Linked DNA regions of Macaca mulatta: region 2 is linked to region 1. The links are chromatin contacts, called in public Hi-C maps. All regions are on one chromosome and are shown on one strand. The core of a region is the stretch at or near the end of the contact, and the rest is flanking DNA. Distances in the headings are between cores, read along the strand shown. Region 1 overlaps GNG12 (G protein subunit gamma 12). Region 2 holds the start of GADD45A (growth arrest and DNA damage inducible alpha).

Region 1 (5,807 bases), core at 1,452-3,951:
TGCATGTTCTTTTGTACTCATAACCCCAAACACAGCTCCCTGACCTGTTTGAAGACCCCACCCTGGACAGGGGACAGTGTTCCCCCAGAGCTGCCACTCTCGAGGCTCTGGAGGAGACTGGGCAGAGACCCTCACTGTGGGACAGGCAACTGAAGGTGATTGTCCTGCCCCCTGAGCCACTGCAAGCTTTTTTCTTCAGATACTGTATTATTCCCAGAGGCAGACCATATCACTCTCCCTATGCTGTGGTGAGAAGTGGCTCACAGACTCTGCCTCTCTGTTGAACAACTGTAGCTTTTACTTTGAAAGCTAATGTCATTCATTTCTATAATGGATAATAAATATTTTTAGTGGCCCAGAATGCATTTTACTCTGTGTGTGTGTGTGTGTGTGTGTGTGTGTGTGTGTGTGTGTGTGTATCCATGTAAACAGGCAGTCCTGGAGGCTATAATTAGACTATGAGTGGATGTGTGGGTGGGTGGGTGGGTGAGGGGGTCAATGTGTGTATATGGTTGGGAAAGTCTGGAGTGGCCCAAATAATAACTGAGGTTAAAAATTGTTGAAAAATATTTTAATATAAAAGGAAAAACAGAAGTGCATGCATATTTTTTAATGAGGAACAAAAATAACTCCTTACCGGTTAGTGTTATTTTTAAAGCATATGATGAGTAATTTATTACCTGCTGCTACATATAGTGTCATGAAATATGAAATATGAAAATACGACTAATAAGTGGGAAAGGAAATTTGTGCAAGTCAGCATTGCTGTAACTGAAAGAACATCCTGCGCATGTACTGGCAGTCTAATGTGAGTCTGAGGCATATAAGAGAGCTCAGTGAGACCACATATAAGTAGGTATAGGATATTCCGAGGAATAAGTGGGCCTGGAAACCTAAGCCCCAGTTATAACACTGTTTCTATGGGAAAATATGCTCCATAAATACCTTCTTTGAAACCAACTTTTGAAACCCTGCTGATTTGTAAGTTGGGGGCTAATGATATAAAATGATCACCTACTGATCTGTAAAATTGTCAGCACTAGTCTGTCATCAAGCATTTATTGAGTAACTGCTGGGTGGATTGCACCGTGATAAGCATAGCAGGGTAAAACAAAAGAATTACAGGAGTGTTTCTGCCCTTAAAAAGCGTGCACCTCGTTGGAGAGAGAAAACCTGCATACAAAGCAACCTGAGAACTTTTACAATGCCTGAGCCCACAAAGCAGGAGGCCTGCAGGCAGCAGTGTGAAAGAGGAATGTGAGGCAAGTGTGGTGAATCAGGAAAATGTGGGGTTCCACTGGCAAAGCATGTTCCCTATTCGTTTATAATCCCCAGAGGCACACCAAAGGCTCTCTCATTTTTCCTGGAGAGCCTCACACAAGCATGAAGCAGTAGCTGCAGTGAATGTCATATGATCCTGGCGTGCCAAGCAATTTGAAACTAGAAATGGCATGTGGTATTACCTTATTAGGAAAGGTTCAGGCTTTTTTCCTCTTTCTGCTTCGTTTTTGTTGTTTAAAGGAAGATAGGTTGCTGGCAGGCTGGGCAGTGGGTACCTTCTGTCCCCAGAGTTTCAGTTCTGAAGCACACCCTGGTGAATCAGAGCCTTTCTCAGAGTGCCCAAGGTTTGGAGCCCAACTTTGTGTTTTTGTGTAATTTTCTGGGAGAGTCTGTAGATGGGACAGTTCCTAACCAGTGACTCAGCACCTGACAGGCAGAGTCCTTACCTTATTTGTCAGGCAGAGCTGTTGCTTTTCATTTCTCTCAAGCCTTGAGGTCTCCAAAAGGGAGAAGGGAGATCAGGAGAGGGGAACAAGTTGTGGGTAAAATTCCCGGAGTCTGGGGCTGTGGTGCATCCCACTGGGAATGCCGATAGCCTGTGGAGAGAAGCGTGTGGCTGAGGCTGCCTTGCCGGGTGAGGCATCCAGATCAACCAGTCTGTCCTGACCAGAGGCTCCTAAAATAAGCCCTTTGCTCTGTTCTGCAGGCTGCCTCTGAGACGTGCTTCCTGGGGGCTGCAATCAGCTAACAATTGTACCCAGTCCCTTCCTCCTGGTACTGTCTTTTAGCTTTGAGAAGCACTGAATCCTTGTTACTATACATGCAGTGGCGGAAAGGATGACATTTCTCCTCAAAGAATTTGCATCATCATCAGTAGCAGCAAACATTTATTGAGCGCTTACTGTGTTCCAGGCACTCCATGTGCTTTGTCTCATTTAATTCCCTTTACAGCCCTGGAAGGGCTTTTCTTTACCATTAAAACTCCTAATACTGTTATCTTAAAGTAATAATTTTACCCTAATGTAAAGTTCCATTTTGCAGGTGAAAAAAACGGAGGTTTAGGGGAAGGTTAAGCAACCTATCCATAGTCTCACCATGTGCAAATGACAAAGGCAGGATGTGAACCCAAATCTGTCTGCCTCCAAATTAGCAGACTGTTCTTAGACCTTTTTATTTGCAGTTACTGTAAGTAATGTCTATAGACCTTACTTCTGCTTTATTCTCCTGCATTATTCAGGAAGAAATGGAGGGTTTGGTTGTTTCCCCCACCCCCCCCTCCAGGGGAGCGGGAAGAGGGAAAGGCCTTGGAAAATAAGTCAGAGATGATTTTTTTTAAAGGAGAGTTTGTAAGGTAAGTGTTGAGTTGGCCAACCGAAAGGGAGAGGCTATTCTGGACTTCACATGTGTTACGGAAGAATGTGTGGTAATGAGTGGGAGAAACAGAAAGTAAACCAGGACAGGGCAGGATCAAATAGAAGGAAATGTGATAGCAAAGAAAGGGGCAGTCCTGCCTCCAAAAGTAGCATGTTAATGATTAGCACTCTGCAGACTTTTCAGATCTCACATGCTCTCAGCAGTATTCAGAACTCCCTTGTTTTGGGGGAGAGTTTTGCTTTCCAAAACACAAAACCATGACATTTAATTCTGAGTTTCTGTAGGGACTGGATGAAATCACCACTGGAAAAACAAGAATGGCAGTGCATATTAATTATTTCAGGAACTCTTCGAGGGTGCAAATAAAACAGCTGCCATCCCAAGAGACGCTGTACTTCTTCCTCCACCCTCTCTTCTTCTTGTCCCCCAAAGCCCTGATTTCTGCTTTTTGTGCCCTTCTTGCTACTTCTTTTAAAGAACTCATATCCCTTGTGTTCACTGAAGAGAAAAATGCATGCAAGAGATTATAGTTTTTTTTTTTATAAAGCATGTTACATCTTCCCAGTAGCCTATGGTATGGTTTCAGGACTACTCTGATTTTCATATCTGATTGACCTTTGATTGGTAGCCACCAAACTCTGGAAAGCTAAGAATTTCTTGATCTGTAACCAAACTCCCAAACGCTCAGAACTTCCACTTTTCAAAGGAAACATATTACAAATAGAAAACTCCTTTGAAAAGTGAATTGTAGCCCACTCTTTAGGTTCTCTCCTTTCCCTGCCCCCAAGAAAGGAAAGTTCTTTATCTCTCTGCCTTTTCTCTCCCTGACCCCCTCCCCCATGCAGACTAACAGGCTCTTGTTCTGATATAGAATGTTCTGTAATTATTTGTTCTCTGAAGATTAGGATAATAAAACATTTCAGCCACCCTCTTTTGGATTCCCACTTTGCCCCTGTGAATAGAACTATTCCCCACCATCCTCATAGCCAGCAGCCTCAAGTCCCACAATAGCTCTGCCTTGGCACAGGGAGCCAACATTGTTTGCATAGCATACGTTCCTGGACAATTAGAAGATCTAGTTTAACCTTCAGAGCATCTCCATCAGTTTGTGGGTGTTTGTTCCGGGGAAAGGAGGAGAGATAGTGACTTTTGTGGTCCACACATGATGCCACCCACACACAAGTCCAAATCTTTATAGTCTAGAGATGAGCTGAAAATTGTGTTGCTAAAGTTCACATGTAAAATCAAACTTTTTAGGTACTTCAGTCTTTCTGTCCAGAAGGAGATAGCATTAATACTTGCTTCTTATAACACTACTCACCCACCTCATTCTCATTAAGTGAAAGCTTTTTTAAAATAGCCCAATTTCATGTGAAATTAATATTCATTAATCAAGATACTATAATAGCACACCTTTCTGAAAATACATTCTGGTTATGATTGATGCCTGATGAGGGAGGCTTTAAAACTCTTATTCCAAAGATGATACAGTCTTGGGCCATCGAACACTCAATAGATTTTTTATGGTTTGGGCGCGGTGGCTCTTGCCTGTAATCCCAGCACTTCAGGAGGCTGAGGTGGGCAAATCACTTGAGGTCAGGAGTTCGAGATCAGCCTGGCCAGTATGGTGAAACCCCATCTCCACTAAAAATACAAAAGTTAGCTGGGCATGATGGCACACCCCTGTAGTCCCAGCTACTTGGGAGGCTGAGGCAGGACAATCACTTGAACCCGGGAAGCAGAGGTTGCAGTGAGCTGAGACCGTGCCGTTGCACTCCAGCCTGGGCAACAGAGTGAGAGTCCGTCTCAAAAAAAAAAAAAAAAAAAAAAAAAAAAGATTCCTTATGCTTTGAAAACTGCATGTTAGGAATTATTTGCAGTTTTGTGTGCATAGAAGTTGGATCCCAAAATGACATCAGGAAAGATAGGAGTAACTAAGTTGAAACTCGCCAGTTTTTCTTCTACTTATTTATAGTGAATTATAGCACAGCCCCTGCCACGAAAAACACACACACACACACACATACACACACACACACTTTTAAAGTGTATTATTTGCTTTAGAAATGTTTAGCTGCCTTTCACTTTCAAACTGGAATTTAAGCCTTCTACATCATATTACCCCCCTTCTGTTGTCTCTTTTCACCTTTCCTCAGATTCTGAGAGAATAAATATTTTAGAACTTTGGAATCAAAATAAAATGGCAACCTCCTTGAATTACTTACTAATACTCTCTGGGTCTTAAGCATAATTTTTTGCACATAATTTAAAAATCAAAACACCAACTGGTGTATTTAAGCCAAACTCCCTATTTTTAGAACAGTATATTTTAGACGGCAGATTTTATTTTAGACCACAGGGATGGAGAGTAATGAGGGAAGCTCCTGGGCACTTCTCCGTCCCTTGGGGAAGAGCTGGTGTGACCACCTCCCCCACCCCCATAGCTCCCTCCAAATGCCTTCCTCAGCACAAGCCACTTCCGTGCCTTCATGAATTGGTTGCTGGGAAGAAAGGATGTTGCTTAGTTTAAAAAATATATATATATATTTGGTAACTTTCCTTTTGATTCTGGTGAATTTAAGTGCTCATTGAGCTAGAGGGGAAAGTGGGGACTTTTTAAAAGATAAGAATAGAAGAGAAAAGTTTCTTTATTCTTGCATGAATCAACTTAACTATGCCTTTGTCAGCAGGTAGTTTATTGGAGAGTCAATTAAAAAAGAAGGCTCTGGCCTTTAATTATCTCGGTTGGTATTCAGCTTTAGAAAGTCTGTGGACCTGCTGAGTATGTTAATTTAACAACCCTGTAGTATCTTAACTCGGCCATTTCTCCGCCCAAACCACCTCTCCAGAGAAAAGAATTTAGAGGAGTCAGATGATACAATACACCAAGAGTCCTACATACCTTGTTTCTTAAGACTTTGGACTTTCATTAATATCTTTAGGTAAGTCTGTTTGCTTCTCATGTAACTTCAGAGTCATGTATTCATTGGTTCATGTATTCATACTTTCCACAAATGCAGTCAGTAAGTATTTATTAAGTACTGACTCTACCAGCTGCAGGGATGTAGACAGAGATGTCCCTGCTTTCAGAAACCTTGGCTTCTAGGGGGATGGAGAAACAAGTAACAAACAAGGAAAACTCCATCAGACAG
Region 2 (5,761 bases), core at 1,909-4,408, 64 kb after region 1:
CCTGGTATAGAGCAGAGCGTCAGTAAAATGTTTTAAAAAGTACGAGTTAAAAGAAACAAGAGCACACAATAGGAAATGATGCAATTATTCATACCAGTTTATTGTAGGTATTGTGTTTCAAAAAAATTTATAGCATAAATAACTTTTCATGTCATAAAATAACTTAGTAGAATTTATAATAAAACTTTGAGAATTTAATATCTCATCAAAATACAATAAAATATGGTTTTCAAATATGATTAACCCTTTAGGCTTTTCTTTTACTTGAGGGCATATAAACCAAAAATACCCAAACTATGGCTATACTTTTAAACTTTAACAGATTTGGTTTATTTTAATGTAACTCAACCATTCTAAATTAATACATAGTTTTCCTTCCTGCATGGTTCTTTGTAATTTTTGTTCCTTTTGACTTATTTTTCTGTTTCAACACAGCTTCCTTCTTCATTTTCACCTCTTTCCATCTGCAAAGTCATCTATCTCCGGGCCCCCAGAACATGTAGTTGAACTCACTCAGCCCCTTGACATCAGTTTCTGTAATCCTTGCATCAGTGTAGGGAGTAACTGCTTGAGTAACTACAAAGGTATTTCAAAAACTTCAGTGCAATTTGGTTCAGTTATTTTCATTCAGATGCCATCACCGTTCAGGGAGATTAATCACCGGAACCCACTGATCCATGTAGCGACTTTCCCGGCAAAAACAAATAAGTTGACTTAAGGCAGGATCCTTCCATTGAGATGAATGTGGATTCTGGAAACAAATTTAGAAAAATAAACTTATTTTTAAAAAATCGATATTTGCTAGTATTACACTTTTGAGGAGAAGACACTTGAATATTCTATATTTTGGCTACATGACATGGAGACAAATTAGAAGCACAAAAAATTAAAGTTTCTTCAAAGTAGTTGGGTTCCGTGCAAAATCGTTAAGGGTAATTACCTATTAAACTACACACTGCAAAGTCTGAACCCATGCAACCCAAGCTGAACCACATACATATGTTTGCATATCTGTTCAGTTTTGCATGAGAGTATCATTCACGGGTTTGCTCTACCAAACTTGTTACCCTGACCTGAGTGAAACAGTTTTGAGAAAGATTTCCATGCTGTGTGCACAATGAGATGAGCTGCACAGCAGTTAACTGGAATTGGCATCAACTCTACTCCCAAGAGACAGAGTAGTACTTTTAAGGAGTAGCAAAATAATCCGGCTGTCACTTGACTAGACCAGTCAAAAAGCAAAATTTAGAAGACAAAAGTAGCACACTTATCCCTGAAAACATAACTTCCCTACCTACCAAAGGTTTTTATCAGAAGAGAAAAAAAAAAAAAAGGCCCATTAAAAAAATGCAAGATTGCAGAGAAAAAAATTCCACTCTATCCTCTTAATGTATTTCTACGGAATTAACAAGGTTTGTCTCCTACACAATTTCTATTTTTAGCTCTGACTGGCAGAGAATGAAGCTGACTCCTTAATGAGGGGTGAGCCAGGAATTCATTTGGCTTTATCTAATCTGCCCTGCTAAAGGAATTAGTCACGGGAGGCAATGCAGATGTAGGTAGGGAGTAGCTGGGCTGACTGCTGACTCACAGGGATCTCTTCCGCTGCTGGCAGTCCCCAGCATGCTTAGACATGTTCTGTACCACAGATTATCCTGATGATGAAACTAGTACATCTCGGCTGAAAGTCCAGCCACACTCTCGTGGGGCAAAGGCAGCACCCTCCTGACCCAAACCTACCCCAGATCCACAATCAGGCGACCCAGCCCTGACTCCCGTCCTTCCGGGGCTCTACCCCGCAGGCTGCAGTCCCCCTGCCCCTTACCGTCACCAGCACGCAGTGCAGGTCCGGGGGCTGCTCGGCGCCCTCGGTCGCCGCGGGGCCAGCGTCGGTCTCCAAGAGCAGGAGCTCCGCCAGCCGGCCCGGGTTGCTGACGCGCAGGATGTTGATGTCGTTCTCGCAGCAGAACGCCTGGATCAGGGTGAAGTGGATCTGCAGAGCCACATCTCGGTCGTCGTCCTCGTCCGCCGCCAGCAGGCACAACACCACGTTATCGGGGTCGCTGGGGGCAGCGGGCGGGGCCAGTGAGCGCAGAACCGCGGACGCCCTCAACCCCTGCCTGGGTCTCCGGGGGTCGCCGCCCGGCCAGCTCGCCCCCTCCCCTCCGGGACAGGCAGCCGCGGGGGCAGAAGAAAAGCGACAGGAAGTGGCGCGGCCGGGCGAGGGGCGCCCAGCCAAGGCGACCTCCCGGGCTAGGGCGGGAAGGGGTGCCACGGGAGACGCGCAAGGGCCCCACTTACACGTTGAGCAGTTTGGCCGCTTCGTACACCCCGACAGTGATCGTGCGCTGACTCAGGGCTTTGCTGAGCACTTCCTCCAGGGCATCCCCCACCTTATCCATCCTACACGCGGGCAAGGGCGAGGGGTCCCGTCAGCCCCAGTGCCCTCGGGCCCATCGCCGCCCCCATTGCCCGGCACCACGCCCCTCCCTCTCGAATGCAAGCACCACCGCGCACCTGGGCTCTCCGAAAACCCGGCGCTCCCGCGGCCCCGTCACCCCCCATGACCCCTGCACGCCCAAGGACCGGGCGTCCCGTGAGAAGTCCCGAGAGTGCCCCTGCCACAGGCTGCCAGCCCCGGGAGCCGCACGGGTAGCGACGGCCACTGCTGCCCTTTGCAAAGGCCCCGGCGGGGCTCGTTCGGGTTGCGGGGCATGCTCTTTCAGTCCGCGGACGCTACACGGAGAGTCCCGAGGGAGCAAGGGCGGGAGTTGCCCTGTGCAAACTTTTCTGCTTCCTCCCCTGCAAACCTTCCACAGCCCGCCTGCACCCGGGAGCGCGGGATAGGTGAGAGAAGTTCGGGCCGGAAGAGTCCGCAGGCCGATTTACCTTTCGGTCTTCTGCTCTCCAGCCGAGAATTCCTCCAAAGTCATATTGCAAACTGCAGGTCGCCCACGGAGAGAGCGCGGCGTGCGGGCTGCTCCTGCCACGGCGAGCGCGCCAGCGCCTGCTTTCTGCACTCACTCACAGGCGCCGCGCCGGGAGCTCAGGCCCCGGCGCTGTCCGGCCGCCCCACGCCCGCCCGGGCTCCTCCTCCTGTGCCAGCCGCCGCAGCTTCGGCCACCCCTCCCGCCCCGCTTGCTCGTTCGCTCGCTCTCCGGCCCTCGCCTCGCCACCGGCCGCACGACACTAATTGGGCAGCTGCCTCCCAGCCACTGCTTACCAGCCACTGGAGGACAAAGGGCCCCGCTCGTCGGCGTTATCCTGCCAACCCTCAGCCAACCACCTTCCGCCTCATTTGCATGCATCTTGGCCATTGGGCTATGCAAATCAGCCTGCTCCGGCAATTTGACCCTAGCTCCTGGAGTCAGGTTGAGAGGAGCGGAAAAGGGAGGAGCCACGCGGGAGGCGAGCCGAGGGGGCGGGGGCGGGGGCGGGGACGGGGGCGGTGCAGAGAGAGGAAGGCGGGTCCCGCGCGCTCTCTTATCCGGTTGGCGGGGACCACTGGGAGTGGAGGGCTTCAGCAGAGGCGGGAGGTGGCATTGGCTTGGGCTGAAGCAGGCTGCCAAGTGTTTTTTTATAATAGTCGCGGCACTTTTTTCTTATTATCGTTTCATGCCTTTTGTTTTAAGGGGTGGCTATTAAAATCTATTTCCAGGGTTAATGCACCGAAGTCTAGTAATTATTAGTAAGCAGTTTACATTAAAAAAGTGTCTCCAGACCTCCGGGGCAAAGTTTACCTCAGAAGTGTTGTTTATCTAAGTCTAGGCGAAGCTGCTTATTAGCAGTAGTATTATTTCGGTGCCCTGATGGCTGGTTTGATTTATTTTTGGAAAGCTGCAAGGGTTGGAAGCTCAAAAAAGAAAAACCAACCCGTTTGTATTCAGGGATGGCAGGGAACCAAGTTGGAGTCTTTTCCACAGAATGCAGAACGGTTTCCCACCTGCCCGCTGTAACTGGGAAATCGTGAGCTGGTCTGCGTGGGGAGCTGCTGACCACATGTGGGAATCCCTGGCAACCCAGATTCTCCTTTCTCAAAGAGCCTTGCCCAAACAAGGATCCTTCTGGACGCCCACCAGTCGAGAGACAACCATCTGACACCCACACAGCCCACAAGTCTAAATTCAAAATGCTCTTGATATGCCCTAAGCTTCCTTTCCTAACGTATGTATGTCACTACCTTCCACAGAGAGCCTCCTGTGTGATCTCACTGTGAATTATTGATGTTAGATGCTGAATCATGAAGCCGTAACTATAGGAAGTTTTTAGTCATATGCTAAAATTTCACCTTTGAGATAATGGCAACTTGCAGGTGGAAAGCAGACCTTTAAAACTGCAAATGGTAGTTACACATTTTGAAAAACAAACTTTAATATATAGACTCTCACTGAGTAGTTCAAAAGTCCCTTCCTTTGTTTTATGGTTTATGCAATAAATGCAAAAACATTTCTTAAACCTACTGAAGTCACCAAAAGTGGTGAAAACGGCTCCCACATGCTTGCATTCAAAACAGTGCTTGCATTATTAAGGTTGCTGTACAGCCAAAGGTCACAGAAGTAATTTTTTGCAAAGGTCACCTGGGAGTTTTGCACCCTTATGTTTTTATCACTCTAGACAAAATATTCTCCAGCTCTCTTGATCTTAATTTGGTAGAAAAGAAAAGTGATAGGTTTTTCTGGTTCATATATTTGAGTTGTCATTTTGCACTCATTTTTTAACTGCGTTGTCAGCCAGGGACAACCTTTGAGTAAAGAAATGGTCATGGTCAGTGCATAATTCACCCAAGAATGCTTATGTATCTCGTGTCTGTGCCTTAAATCTTCACATTTGATGTGTTTCTTAAAGAATTCCTCAACATTGAAATTTAGGTAGGTTACCAAAGCATTTTCAGTTTTGCAGACAAAACCTGAATTACACAATCTAGCCTGAGTCATCATTTGACGATTGTTAATATGTTCCGTGGAACTCCAAGGTTCTATCCACTAGGCATTTCTTAGAGGTTCTTGGGAAGCAAATATGATCACAGCAAGCTGACAAAGAATTAGGGAATCATGTGAGTTTCTTGACAGCAAGGACTTCATCAGTTTGGTGTCCTCAGCTCCTAGCACAATACCTACATTTAGTAGAAGCACAGTCAAGATTTATTGAGTTGAATAGAATCTGAGAGTTAAATAAGATATCAGAATCCTGCAGTCCTGTGCATTGCATGACTTCCCACATATTCCACATTTAACGTTAGTTCAAAAACACTTTTTCCTGTCCTCCTCTATACCAAGAACTGTACAATTCCTGGTCCTTTGCCTTTAAAAAGCTTAGGCTCTAATTGGTATGTCCACGCTTGAACTGGATTTTGGGACAAAATACTATGCACTGTCATCAGCTAACTATGCTGAAAGTCCCATGACTTCAGTCATCTGAATGGAGGCTAGGACAGTAGAACCCGTGTATTGTTTACACCAATTCAAATGAACCACAGTCCTAAAGTGCCCCACCCAAGTCAACTATATCCAGTAAAAATGTGATATCAAATGGTTACTTTTTATTATAGGCTTAGTCCTCCACTCAAAAATTGTACTGGATGCTATACTTGACTTCATCAGAAAGTTATTTGCCCAAGTATTTTGGGGATTTTCTCTGAGATAAGCTTGGGCTTCCAGTATGCAAAAATATTCATTTGTCATACTTTCTGACTCAGATATGTTACATCATTTTGCCTGATTGCTGAGTATACCTAGAATGTTTTCTCAGTGATTATCTTCAA

What was found. A called contact is a pair of places that touch in the nucleus more often than the background predicts.
Region 2: a Hi-C map of fetal cortex germinal zone shows a contact between it and region 1, with 2.0 times the contacts expected there. The contact joins the promoter of GADD45A here to the enhancer-like site in region 1. A contact is called at or near these places in 6 of 14 Hi-C or Micro-C datasets (blood, fetal cortex germinal zone, fibroblasts and 2 more).

The regions. Positions count from the first base shown.
Region 1 is chr1:172,856,245-172,862,051 of T2T-MMU8v2.0, forward strand. All of the region lies in intron 2 of GNG12 (G protein subunit gamma 12), which reads left to right. Among named protein-coding and RNA genes, the nearest start is that of GADD45A, 64 kb to the right of the region's middle. Within about 2 kb of position 2,702, at least 6 of the 40 cell types and tissues checked have an H3K27ac peak or open chromatin away from gene starts, as enhancers often do.
Region 2 is chr1:172,920,013-172,925,773 of T2T-MMU8v2.0, forward strand. It overlaps GADD45A (growth arrest and DNA damage inducible alpha), which reads right to left and starts at 3,159. Exons shown (of 4, transcript NM_001261305.1): 1 at 2,890-3,159; 2 at 2,302-2,403; 3 at 1,826-2,063; 4 at 97-751. The coding sequence starts at 2,933. The coding sequence ends at 638.